Linked DNA regions of Ovis aries: region 2 is linked to region 1. Evidence: chromatin contacts called from public Hi-C data. All regions are on one chromosome and are shown on one strand. The core of a region is the stretch at or near the end of the contact, and the rest is flanking DNA. Distances in the headings are between cores, read along the strand shown.

The links. A called contact is a pair of places that touch in the nucleus more often than the background predicts.
Region 2: a Hi-C map of liver shows a contact between it and region 1, with 3 times the contacts expected there. The contact joins the promoter of TRARG1 here to the enhancer-like site in region 1. A contact is called at or near these places in 3 of 16 Hi-C or Micro-C datasets (liver, mixed tissues and tail adipose tissue).

Annotation. Positions count from the first base shown.
Region 1 is chr11:21,361,849-21,368,245 of ARS-UI_Ramb_v3.0, reverse strand. No RefSeq gene overlaps it. Among named protein-coding and RNA genes, the nearest start is that of TMIGD1, 18 kb to the right of the region's middle. Within about 2 kb of position 2,110, at least 22 of the 54 cell types and tissues checked have an H3K27ac peak or open chromatin away from gene starts, as enhancers often do. A contact at or near this core is called in liver, where this site is marked.
Region 2 is chr11:21,548,189-21,554,155 of ARS-UI_Ramb_v3.0, reverse strand. TRARG1 (trafficking regulator of GLUT4 (SLC2A4) 1) reads left to right here and starts at 3,999. Exons shown (of 4, transcript XM_004012529.5): 1 at 3,999-4,370; 2 at 4,936-5,415. The coding sequence starts at 5,029.

The DNA of each region.
Region 1 (6,397 bases), core at 861-3,360:
AAGGCTTGACTGGAGAAGCATCCATTTCTAAGCTCACTTGGGTGGCTGTTGGCAAGACAGTCATCCCTGGCTGTGGAGTGCAGATGGCAGTTCTTTCACTGCCACATGTTCCCTGCCACAACCTGCCCCCTCCCCTCCGCAGGGCATCTCACAACAAGGTGGCTGGCTTCCCTCAGAGCAAGTAAGAGGCTGATAGAAGGCCAGCAAGATAGAAGCCGGAGTGTTTTTGTAACCTAATCTCAGAAGTGACGTCCATCCCTTCTAATCGCTTTGTTAGAAATGTGTCAGGGGACTTTGCTGGTGGTCCGGTGGTCCACTGGACTTTGAGCTTCCACTTCCGGAGGGCACAGGTTCAGTCCCTGGTCGGGGAACTAAAGATCCCACACGTCATGTGTGCATGCGTGAGTACTAAGTGGCTTCAGTCAGGAACAACTCTTTGGGACCCCGTGGACTGTAGCCCATCAGGCTCTTCTGTCCATAGGATTCTCCAGGCAAGAGAATACTGGAGACTCCCATGGACAGAGGAGCCTGGTGGGCTACAGTCCATGGGGTCACAAAAGAGTTGGATGCTGAGGGACTAACACTTCACTTCATGGAGACCAAAAGAGGTTTGAATTAGGGCAGTGAGTCTTTTATTGATCTGCTCTACCAGGAATGAGACTGTTGTTTGCCCTCCAATATCTGTTTCCCTCTATGTCCTTAGTAACAAAATTCCCATTTATTAACTGGGCACTGGGCTACCTGGAGTAAGGACAACAGTGATCTGTTTTCCTGCAGTTAGATGTGGTCGTGTGACTGTTCTGGTCAATGAAGTATAAGCAGTAGTTGGTACAAGCAAAGTAAGGAGTCGGTGTGAGCAATTTTGAGGACGCAGCCCTATGGGAAATCAGTGCACCCTTCTATAGGCTTTTGTATTGGCTAGAACATGCATGTAATGACTGACACTCCAGCAGCCAAACTGAACCAAGAGGTAACCTTGAGGGCAGAATTCATGAAGGATGAAGCAACATGAAAGAAAGACCCTCTGAGAGTCCACACCAATCCTGGGATGACTATCTTTGGATTTTGTATGTATGAAAGAGAAATAAATGTGCCTTTTTGTTGGAGTCATGCCTACTTTTTCCTGTTACTCCTAACTGATGATGTGACTTTGTTCAAGTCCAGATCCTAAACATGTACAATTCACATTTAGTCCTGCTGTGACCTGAGCTGCAGTTCACGTCATAGTGAATTGCACAACGTCTCTTAAGTACAGGGCAAAAAGCTTTAGCAAACGTTGCCAGGTTTCCACCGGTAACGGGTGAGGACCTAGGATGGCTGTGTCTTGGCTGGCTGTGTCTAGATTATGGATGCACCTATTGAACTGCAGAGGTGGAGCTAGGTTAGGACAGGAACTAGACTTTTTTTTTTTTTCAAATTGTGTCTTCTCATTCATTTCTTTCCCTTTTGACAGGTACACACTGCTTTATTTATTTTCGGCTGTGCTGAGTCTTCCTTGCTGCCCACAAGCTTTCTCAGGTTGTGGAGAGTGGGGACTATTTTTTAGCTGCAGCGCACCGGCTTCTCATTGCTGCGGCTTCTCTTGCTGTGGAGCACAGGCTGTAGGCACACGGGCTTCAGTAGTTGTGACACACAGGCTCAGTTGCTCTGTGTGGCATGTGGGATCTTTCCGGGCCAGGAATCAAACCCATGTCCTCTGCTTTGGCAGGCTGATTCTTATCCACTGGACCACCCGGGAAGCCCAGGGCAAGGACTAGTGTTTGGGGTTCTCTTCAGGTCACTGAACTAGCAGGAAATGGCTGGGCCCTGAGCACTCCTGCCGTCTGCCATGGGTGCTGCCTAAGTCCAAAGGCCTGACAGGTTTACGATCTGTAGGTCAAGTGTCCGTCTGACTCAGATATGCAGAGCCAGCAAAGACCTTTAAGAACAGGGAGTGGGAGCTGCCAGAGACAAGGAAGTACAGATAAAAGCAAATCTGTCTTCTGAAAATAGGCAGGGAAAAGAAACAAACAAAAGACCCGTATCAAGCACCAACGTGGACAGTGTTTGTGTTGTGTGGGTCAATGCCAGGCAGAGGCCCCTGGGAAACAAAGGCCATGTCTGTTTTCCTTTCACAGTCTCTGCTCCACGGTATCAATGACCCTCTCTAGTGAAACCCACACCCAGGCTTATGCCAGGGCTACGCTTAGCTCCCACTTTCCTTTTCATGGCATACCAAGAAATAACTTGCCTCAGGGCATACGTATAGGGTGTTTCTGGGGCATTTTGTGCCAAGGAGAGCAGTGGAGAATCCAAGATGCCCACCAGTTTCTTAGGCTCAAAGTATCCCTATTGTAAAATGCAAGTCCAGCCTTGTGGGAAAGGCAGGAATTCACCTTAAGGAACAGGAAAGTTTCAGCAGTTTTATAAGCTGCCATCAAAATTCTTGACTGTGCACATTTTTTGGAATTCTTCTGAACTAAGAAACTTTAGTTTGATAAACTTACTCCACTATCTTCAGACTGTTCTATCTGGGTATACACTGGTCCAAGAATGCCTGTAGATAAAAATCCATTCCCAGTGCCAATTATTTTAAAATATATCCCCTCAGTCAGGCAGAGACACTTCCACTGGTCCAGAAGGAGTCAGTGTGGGAGGCTCAGCGTGGATTGCAAAGTGTTTGGGTCTTTAAGTCAGGCAGATCTTCTTTGAGATCAAGACTCTCATGATGGAGCCCAAAGATATGATCCATAGTTATGGAACAAGAAATGAAAGAGTACACACATTACTTAATTACAAAGATGATCAACTGAGGAGTTATACATATTGACAAAACCTTAGCGGGTTGCTGTATAACACAGGGAACTCTGCCCGGTGCTCTGTGATGACATAGAGGAGTGAGATGAGGGGTGAGGGAGGGCCGAGAGGGAAGCGATATACATGCACTTATGGGTTGATACATGTTGCTATGCGGCAGAAACCAGCGCAATATTGTAAAGCAAATATCCTCCAATTAAAAATAAATCTAAAAATAAACAAATACAAACTTGCACTCTTAAAAAGAAACCTTAGCAGGAAGCAACTTGGGAGATGAAAAGGAAATATTAGTGCAGTAAATCCTTCTCTGTCACAACAGGAGGTCAATTAATAAATCAAGAAATGATGGTATACATGCATTGTTGGTGGGAATGTAAATTGGTGCAGCTGCTATGGAAAGCAGTATGAAGGTTCCTTAAAAAATTGAAAACTGAGGGACTTCCTTGGTAGTCCAGTGGTTAAGAGCCTATGTTTCCAATGCAGGAGGTGCCTGTATTAGCCTGGTCAGGGCTAAGATCCCACATGCCCAGTGCCCAAAAAAACAAAACATTAAACAGAAGCAATATTGCAACAAATTCACTAAAGACATTAAAAATGGTCCACATTAAAACTAAAAGCTTAAAAAAGAAAAACACACTAAAAATTGAGTTACATACGATCCTACAATTCCACTCCTGGACATATATCTGGGAAAACTTTAATTTAAAGAGTTGCATGCACTTTTTACAACAGCATTTTTTTATAGCAGCACTATTTACAATAGCCAAGACATGGAAGTAACCTAAACATCCGTTAACATGAATGGATGGATACAGATGTGGTATATATATAGTTGGGTGGACTATCACTCAGCCATAAAAAAGAACGAAATCATGTCATTGGCAACAGTGTGGATGGATCTAGAGATGATCATGCTAAATGAAGTAAGTCAGAGAAAGACAAATATATGACATCACTTATATGTGAAATCTAACATATGATGCAAATGAACTTATTTACAAAACAGAAACAGACTCATAGGCATAGAAAACAAATTTGTGGTTACCGAAGGGAAAGTGGAGAGATAAATCAGGAGTTTGGGATTGGCAGATGCAAGCTACTGTGTATAAAATAAACAATAAGATCCTACTGTTATAGCACATGAAACTATATTCAATGTCTCGTAATAGACTATAATAGAAAATAATTTTTAAAAAAGAAATGCTGGTATTTTTTGACAAAAATGTATGATATGCTATGATGCACTGTTCTAGGTATTCATGATACAAATATAAAATACTAAATAAAAAAATCACTGTCCTTCATTATTCTATACTAATAAGTCTATTGGTTAAAGACAGCAACACTACCAGAAGAAACTGCGAAAGTCTGAAAAGAGTTGCTTTGAGGAGTGGATTTAGGATATGCATGTACACACACATTCTTAGACATAAAATTTTTTAAATTATCAACAAAATATTCTACTACCTACTAGCTATGTATCCTAGAATAGATTAAATCCCCCAGGTCTCTGTTCTTTTTGTCCAGAGATTGGGAATAATGATGATTTAATTACAGGAATACCTAATATAAAGCAGCCAGGAAAATGTCAGTCCCCTTCCCTCTGTCTCCCATGTAATATTTTGTAGCTCAAGGTCTTCAGGCTGAGAAGTGACATCCATTCTTGGGTCTGGCTGGCCTGAGAAAGCCGCATGACTTTTCTCTGCCTGCATCTGTGCATCTGACACAAAGCTTCTCATCTTCAGTTTCTGTAAGCGCTACAAGAGCAGGCTGTCCGTTGGTGAAAACTGAGCATCTCAAAAGAACACCGGCCACATATGAACATGCTTTTCACTTAGCTGTGCAGCCACTGATGTCATGTTTACTGCTCACTTAGGGACCGCTTGGGAAAATCTGTTGTCCTAACTGTATTATTGCCTCAGAACTTTCACAGTTGGGCCTCATGATGTAAGGGAGAGAACAGTTGTGAATTCAAGAGAGGGAGAGAGAGAGATCACTGTCTGGGATTAGTAAGTAATTAGTAGAAAAGCGCTAAAGATGTCAGCACAGCAGAGCAAGGGGGATCGCTGACGTCTAACCTGCTTGAAAAGGGGAAAGTGATCCTCTGTGTGTCTACACATGTACACAGATGGATGTGCCTGCAGGTAGCTTCTGTGATGTGTGAGTGGGTGGGGCGGGGCGGGGGATGGGGAGAGGAGATTAAGGGTAGGGTGCATGCTCAGTCACTCAGCTGTGTCCAACTTTTTGCGACCCCTAGACTCTAGCCTGACAGGCTGCTTTGGCCATGGAATTTTCCAGGCAAGAATACTGGAGTAGGTTGCCATTTCCTACTTGACGGGATCTCCCCAATTCAGGGATCAAACCCACGTCTCTTGCATCTTTGGCATTGGCAGGCAGATTCTTTACCACTGTGCCACCTAGGAAGCCCTCAGGGATAGGGTGCAGGTAGTGATGTTCTGATAAAGAACACCAGTCCTGGAGAGAAGAGCCCTGATTTGTAATGGTTGTTAATTTCGCTGGTGTAAATGCTCCCAGTGGGGCCAATTTCAGGCTACCAAGTTGAAGTCACTGAATGCAGAGTTGAGAAGAGAAGCGCAGTGTCAGCTCTGCTAGTTGGTACTAGCAGTTCCAGCACATTGCTGGCTGCAGGTTTCCAGAACATTCTATTTCAGAAACAGAAAAATCTCCTTACACTCATCTGCTTCTAAAGTTGTGGATATTGCTTTGCCTTTTATTACCAAATCCAATCCGTACATCCCAAACAGAATTGTTCATTCAACCCTCGTTGATTATTTAATCCTTTGTAAAGTTCATGGCTCATCACAACTCACAGAAATTCTGGAACCGGAGTTTTGCTTGGTTGGGTTTTTTTCTCCAAAATCTAACACAATGGTTGGCAAGAGCATTTATTTATTCAGAAAGCAGCCAACAGGATGCTACAGGTCTGTGAGTTCACCTAAAGATTTGGCGAACTTCCGCAGGCCAAGGAAAGCTCTGAGCAGACAAGAGGGGGCTCCCTGACTTCAGGTGCCCCCACAGTTACAATTCTTTGGAGATTAGGAGGCTATCTGGTTTTTTGAAACGTGTATGAAACTCTTCCTCATCCCGCAGGAAACGCGCTCTCATTAGTCTCCAGGGAAACGTCCCTTTGAAACTCTGCCCCACCTCCTTCCTCCCTGAAATCTGTATCCGGGAGCCAGACAGCACTAGATCCAAGCCCTATGAGGCCTAAATGTTTATATACATGGGGGCCTTCTTTAAGGAAAAGAATACAAAATTACAACTATAAAGCTGCCGAGGTCAAGGCCTTTGTAGAATGAGCCCCAAATGAGGGTCTCTTGCAGAAGCATCCCTAACTTCCAGTAAATATGTCCCTGGAGCCAGAATACACTCAGAAGGAAATTGGATGTTTGCCTGGTGTGGGTGAGGGGTCGAATGACCTGCGTTTTCCCCTTTTGGTTGAAGAGGAAGCTCCAGGCCCCTGTTTCTGCTTAAAACTCTGCCTTCGAGCCTGACACTGGAAGACACTATCCAACTTCTTAGGAAACCATTTTATTCTGCATAACTTGTGCTGGATCGCATGGCTTCTTCCCACTGCTTG
Region 2 (5,967 bases), core at 2,750-5,249, 180 kb before region 1:
GCACCATCCAGGTTTTCTGGAAGAGAAGGCAATGGCACCCCACTCCAGTACTCTTGCCTGATAAATCCCACGGTGGAGGAGCCTGGTGGGCTGCAGTCCATGGGGTCACTAACAGTTGGGCACGACTGAGTGACTTCACTTTCATTTTTCACTTTCATGCATTGGAGAAGGAAATGGCAACCCACTCCAGTGTTCTTGCCTGGAGAATCCCAGGGACGGGGGAGCCTGGTGGGTTGCTGTCTACGGGGTCGCACAGAGTCGAACATGACTGAAGCGACTTAGCAGCAACAGCAGCAGCAGCAACAGCAGGTTTTCTGGAACCCTGCTTGAGTTCTTTGTTTGCTTCCTAAAACCATATCCATTCTCCAAGATGACTGATTTGCTGTGAAAAGAAGCTACATCCCTGATTATTGAAGACATGGAAGTTATCAACCAAGACCACATAGGTTTATCCAAATGTAGTGGAAAGTAGTACAAGGATAGGTATTAAATGAATATAAAAAGGAAAGTTCTGGAAAGAGAAGACACACATAGAAGTCAGAGCTGTAAAAACCACAGCGGAAAGAGATGCATGACTGATACACCTAAAGACAGAAATTATGTATCTATAAGATTAATCCCCACAGAGTACTCAAGTAGTGTTCAAAGGAGAGAGAGAAAGGGCTAACTTGGAAAGGGCAGAGAATAATAACAATTATAGCACTTTTTACATTGTGAATGAGACATGCCAGCAAACGTAAATAACAATCGTTAAGACCCAAATGTCAGAGATGTGGAGAAAGGGGCACATTTACAGATTTCTAGTTGTATTGTGTATCTGTTCCTTTTTTTGGTAGAGAACAATTTGGCAAAATCACAGTAAAAATACCCCAAGAAAGTAATTCAAAAGGAAAAAAAAATTTTTTTTTTTTTTTAAAGGAGGTCCCAGTGGCACTGTATCTAACAGTGAAAGGCTTGAAGCAACACAGATACTTAACCAGACAGGCTTGGGCAAAGCAAACTCAGGTATTTGCAACAGGATGCCAGCAATGGTAGCAGGGAAAGCAGATCAAACTGGCCTGTGCCTGCTGCTTATAAGTGTGGACCAACAGGTAGGCGCAGGAAGCGACCTGGAGAGAATTTGGGGGATGTAAACAGGGTCAATATCCATTCGGCTCTTGATAATTGTTTTTAAAAGTGAAAGTTTTGTTTGCTCAGGACACGTTCTAAAGAGGAGTGGGGAAATGTTTTGAGCATAGACAGCAAGGATTCCTTTGAAGGGACTCAGGGTGGCACTAGTGGTAAAGAACTCAGCTGCCAATGCAGGAGGCATAAGAGACACGGGTTCAGTCTTTGGGTCAGGAAGATCTCCTGGAGGAGGCCATGGCAACCCACTCCAGTATTCTTGCCTGGAGAATCCCATGGACAGAGGAGCCTGGTGGGCTACAGTCCCTACCATAGGGTCGCAAAGAGTCGGACACAACTGAAGCAACTTAGCACACACATACCTCACTGGATGTGAAACTGGGGTGCTTGCTGATAGGTGAATGGCCACATCAAGTTTTGCTCACATTTTGCACTTGTGTGTATGTGTGTGTAAACACCAGAAGGCTGCCTGAAGCAGGGGAGCTGGGCCCAGGTGGGCCTCAGTGAAAAGTGGAATTTGCTTAATTACTCCTACCTTGTCAGCCCCACAGGGTTTCCCGATGCCCAGTGCGATACTGAGGATAAAAAGGCTTGTGGTCACAGGTACAGGGTTTTTCTTTCTTTTTACCTCTTCTCCTTGCATTAGGCTCAAACTGACCTAACCTTCTGAGGTTTGTGTCTCTGTGCACTCCAGGTCCACTTTCCATACCATTGTTTCCATCTCAGAATTCTTCAAAGCCCAGGATGCACTCAGGTTGGGGCAGGTAGAGGTGGATTTAGCAGCCGTGTGGACACCCTGGGCACTTGATTGGTGCTTTTATCTTCCTTTGGTTCCTCCAGTCAGCTGTCACTGTGAGCCAAGCGCATGAAGAGGGAGCTGGGGGCACACCTGCCCCCTCCCCAAGACCTCACAGCCCATTGGGGATGGGGCAGAGAGAGTGGAATGACTTTCTTCAGTGACCTGCAACCATACTAGGGAGCAGGGAGGTCAGCCCACAGCAGAACAGAAGGGCGGATACCACCTGTGTAGCTACAGGGGCTTATAGCACAGACCCGCACCTGGGGCCCACGGGTGGGAGTGCAGGTGGAGTCGGAGGGGGAGCTCAGTGCCTTCCCTTCTAAAGGCTGCTATGGGCTTAGCTTCTGGCTGCTCTGCAGAAAGTGGGCCCAGGCTTCCCAGATCTTCACGGTAAAAGTCTGCAATCCCCGTTTTTATGTGAAGTGGATTTTTAAAAAACACGTTGCTCAACCAAACCCACTTTGCCCGATGGGCCTGGCCCATGGGCTTCCAGTGAAGACTTCAGTTGAGAGTGGGGGTGGAGGGGAGGTGGCACCTGCAGGTGGGGGCATTACCAGGCTGCAGCCGGAGCAGCTGGCTGCGTTGGGCTCACCAGTCCCGGAGCCCAAACCAGGCGCTCCTTGTCCTCGTCTCTCCCCCTCCTCCCTGGTCCCCACTCTCATCTCTGGTCCTTCCCCTCATCAGCACCAGGCCACTAGATGGCGCCACAAGCCCAGCCTCTCACAGTGCAGAGCAAACCCGGCTCCCTAGTCCGGGAACCCGTTTACCTGGTAATCTTGCTACTATGAGTCACCCTGGGGACTTCTTGGCTCTTTCTTGTTTCTTCCAGTTTTTATTAAGTAAAAAAAAGCTTCTTTATGTCAGGTTTCTTCTATCCTTCAGGCCAGGTGCTGCCCGATAGAAATACAATGCAAGCCATGTTTTAAATTTTCTGGTAGGCATATTAAAAGGAGAAAAGAGACACAGGTGACATTAACTTTTAAATGTTTATGTAACTCAGTATAGCAAAAATATTATCACTTCAATATGTAGTCTACATACACTGTGTTAATGAAATATTTTAAATTTTTTTGGTACTGTTGGAAATCCAGTGTGTGTTTTATATGTATAGCATATCTCAGTGTGGATGAGCCACATTTCAGGGGCTCTATAGCCAGATTTGGCTGCTGGCTATGGAGCTGGCCTGGTTAGGCTGTTTAGTGGTAGGTCCATAGGGCCTGAGTCCTCCCCACCAAGAGTGAGCTTCTAGATTGTAACATGGAATTCCGGCCAAGCTGGACACTGACTTAGAGTCTAGGACCCTTGGGCATCCAAACTGCCACTGTCTGCAGAAGGTCTCTTATTTTAAAATTTTTTTTAGTTTTTTAAATTTTGGGCCCTGCCTCAAAGCTTGTGGGATCTTAGTTCCGCAACCAGGGATTGAACCCAGGCTCTCTGCAGTGAGAGCTTGGAGTCCTAACCACTGGACTGCCAGGGAATTCCTGAAGGTCTCTTATTTTAAAAGCATGTTTCTAGAAGTTCCTGGGCAGAAGGGCCCAGTTCACTCCCCTTGCCCAGTCTCTTCTTCCCCTGTGTGGCCAGCTCACCATTCTCTGCCCTTCACACCCTCTTTCTCCTTGTCTTGGCTCTTGCTGGAAGCAGCATTTCTGAAGCCAGTGTGATACACAATTCAAAGATACTTTTTTCTGCTAAAATGGCTCATCTTGCTCCAAACCAGTTTCTGGATGTGATGGATTCATGCCTAATTGGGATACAGTTTGAAATGAGTCTGGGTTTTGGTTTCCTAACCTCTGATCTCAAATGAACTCCACAACCTCTGAGACTCCTTCTCACCTCTAATTTCTCACCCCTATCCCGATACATGACCTACGCCCTCCTCCAAACCACAGACAAGCATCCAGATGCACACACAAACCCTGGTGGTTCCGGGTCACCTTATAAGACCACGTAAGCCGGGAGATCAGGGTTTTAGAAAGAGATGCAGAGAATAGAGAAGGTGGCAGAAACGGAGGAGATGTGAGAGAACTAAGAGAGATGGGACAGGCAGCCAAGACCGCAGCCCTTCAAGCGGGCATCTTCCCCAAGGAGCTTCTGAAGCAGAAGGATCTTTGCTGGCTCTTTAAAAGCACCTCAGAAAAGCCCTAAGGGCCATGAGATGGGGCCAACGCTCCTCCCTAACAGCCCCTCTGCCACCCCTCGGGAGCTGCTCAGACACCCATTCAGAGGGTGCAGACACAATCCTCCTCCAGGGGCCCCACGAGTACTCACTCGACCCCTCCCTCCAGAGCTTGGAGCCTGGCTCTGGTCTGGACATCTCTGGGGCTTGCAGGGGTTCAGTTTCAAGGTGGGATGCAATAGGTCCAGAGTTCAGTGTTTCACAGCAGATAGGAGAAGCGGGAGCCTGCTCCAGGAGAAGAGGAGCCGAGGGCTCAGTCTCCCGGGACAGGTAAAGGCACACCCATTTGGGCCCACTTTGCCTTTCTTCCCCATCCAGAGCCCCCAGTGCAGAGGAGGGGTCCTGGGTCCGCAGCGGGAGCCAGAGGCTGGTCCAAGCCACCTGGGCAGGGCTGGGCTGGGGCAGAGGCAGAATGCTGCCGGGTGGTTCTCTGGGGAGAAGTGAATTGAAAAGCATCTCTGAGGAGGGCAGGGAGGGAGGGAGGCTGGGTGTTGTGTACACACACACGCACACACACACACACACACACACACACACACACACACACACACACACAGCCTCCCTGACTTAGCCCGAGCCTCACTCAGGAGAGGAGCAGTCTCCTCTCTGCTCCTGAAGCTGCTTTCTGCTCCTTCCCCGCCCATCTGAGCTGTCGGCAGCACCAGTGAGGTTGGCCTCAAACTTGAATGGGGCTGAAGGCTCCAGCTTCCTGGAGCTCCACGGGGCGGCAGGCTGGCCGCCGCCTCTGAGTTCAGCTGGCCTGGAGAAGCCGACCTTCCCAGCCCCCCAGCTGGCCCTGGCTCTCCTGGGTGACACGTCTGCCCCTGACCTGTAGGCCTCCAGTCTGGGCCAAGGAATGGTGCGCTGAGGTCCCTCGGAAGCCCCTCGTCCCATCCTGGAGCTGGAGCAGCCCAAGGCCCAGGCCAGCATGGCCAACCCCGGACAGCCTCAGTTTTCCCCGGCGCGGGAGCCAGGCACTGCTTCACCCCTGGACCTGCCAGAGATGGAGAAGCTCCTTGTGCAGGTTGGGGGCCAGGATGATAAGCCCCTGAAGCCGTCCAAGTCCCTCTCGGGGCCTCTGGACCTGGAGCAGAATGGCCACAGCCTGCCCTTCAAGGTGATATCCGAGGGGCACCGGGAAGCCTTGCACCCCCTCTCATCCTCCCGGGCCAGCTCCAGGCGGGCGTCCTCCACAGCCACCACCTCGTATGCCCAGGACGGAGAAGTTCCCAAAGATTATCTCATCCTTGCCATCGCCTCCTGCTTCTGCCCCGTCTGGCCCCTCAACCTCATGCCCCTCATCTTTTCCATCATGGTAAGTGCTGCTCTTCATCGCTGGGTTGGGGCTGGTTTTGGTCAGCAGCCATGCTTCCCTGGCAGGCACCAGTCACCCTACCTAGGGTGTTGAGAGAAAAACTGGGATCCCGGGGGGTGGGGAGGGGAGACTCCCCATCTTAGCCGGCCTATTACTCCCCCTTGGAGAGGGGTCCAGCGCCCCCGGAGCTTCAGTTTCCTGTCCTCCTTCATCTCTGCTCCTGGACATCACAGCTTGACTTTGCACACATCCCTGCTGGGAAGGGGATCCCAGAGAGGTGCCCAGAGCTAAATCCTGCCCAGAAAGGACAGCCAGCTTGGGGGTCCGGCCTTTGCAGGGGCCGGGGGCTTTGTCGCAAGGAGTCATTCCTGAGTGGGGCTGTGAATCAGCAGAGATTGCAGCCAATATGGGGTCTCAGGGCCCCGTGTTCTCAGGAGGGGAGCCAGGCATCACCTCCCCACCCCATCCCCAGGGCCTCCTGGGTGTTCTAACAGCTTCTGGCAACTCTGGTTTCCAAGAGCAAGCAGTAGCTTCCCTGCCATGGACTGCAGG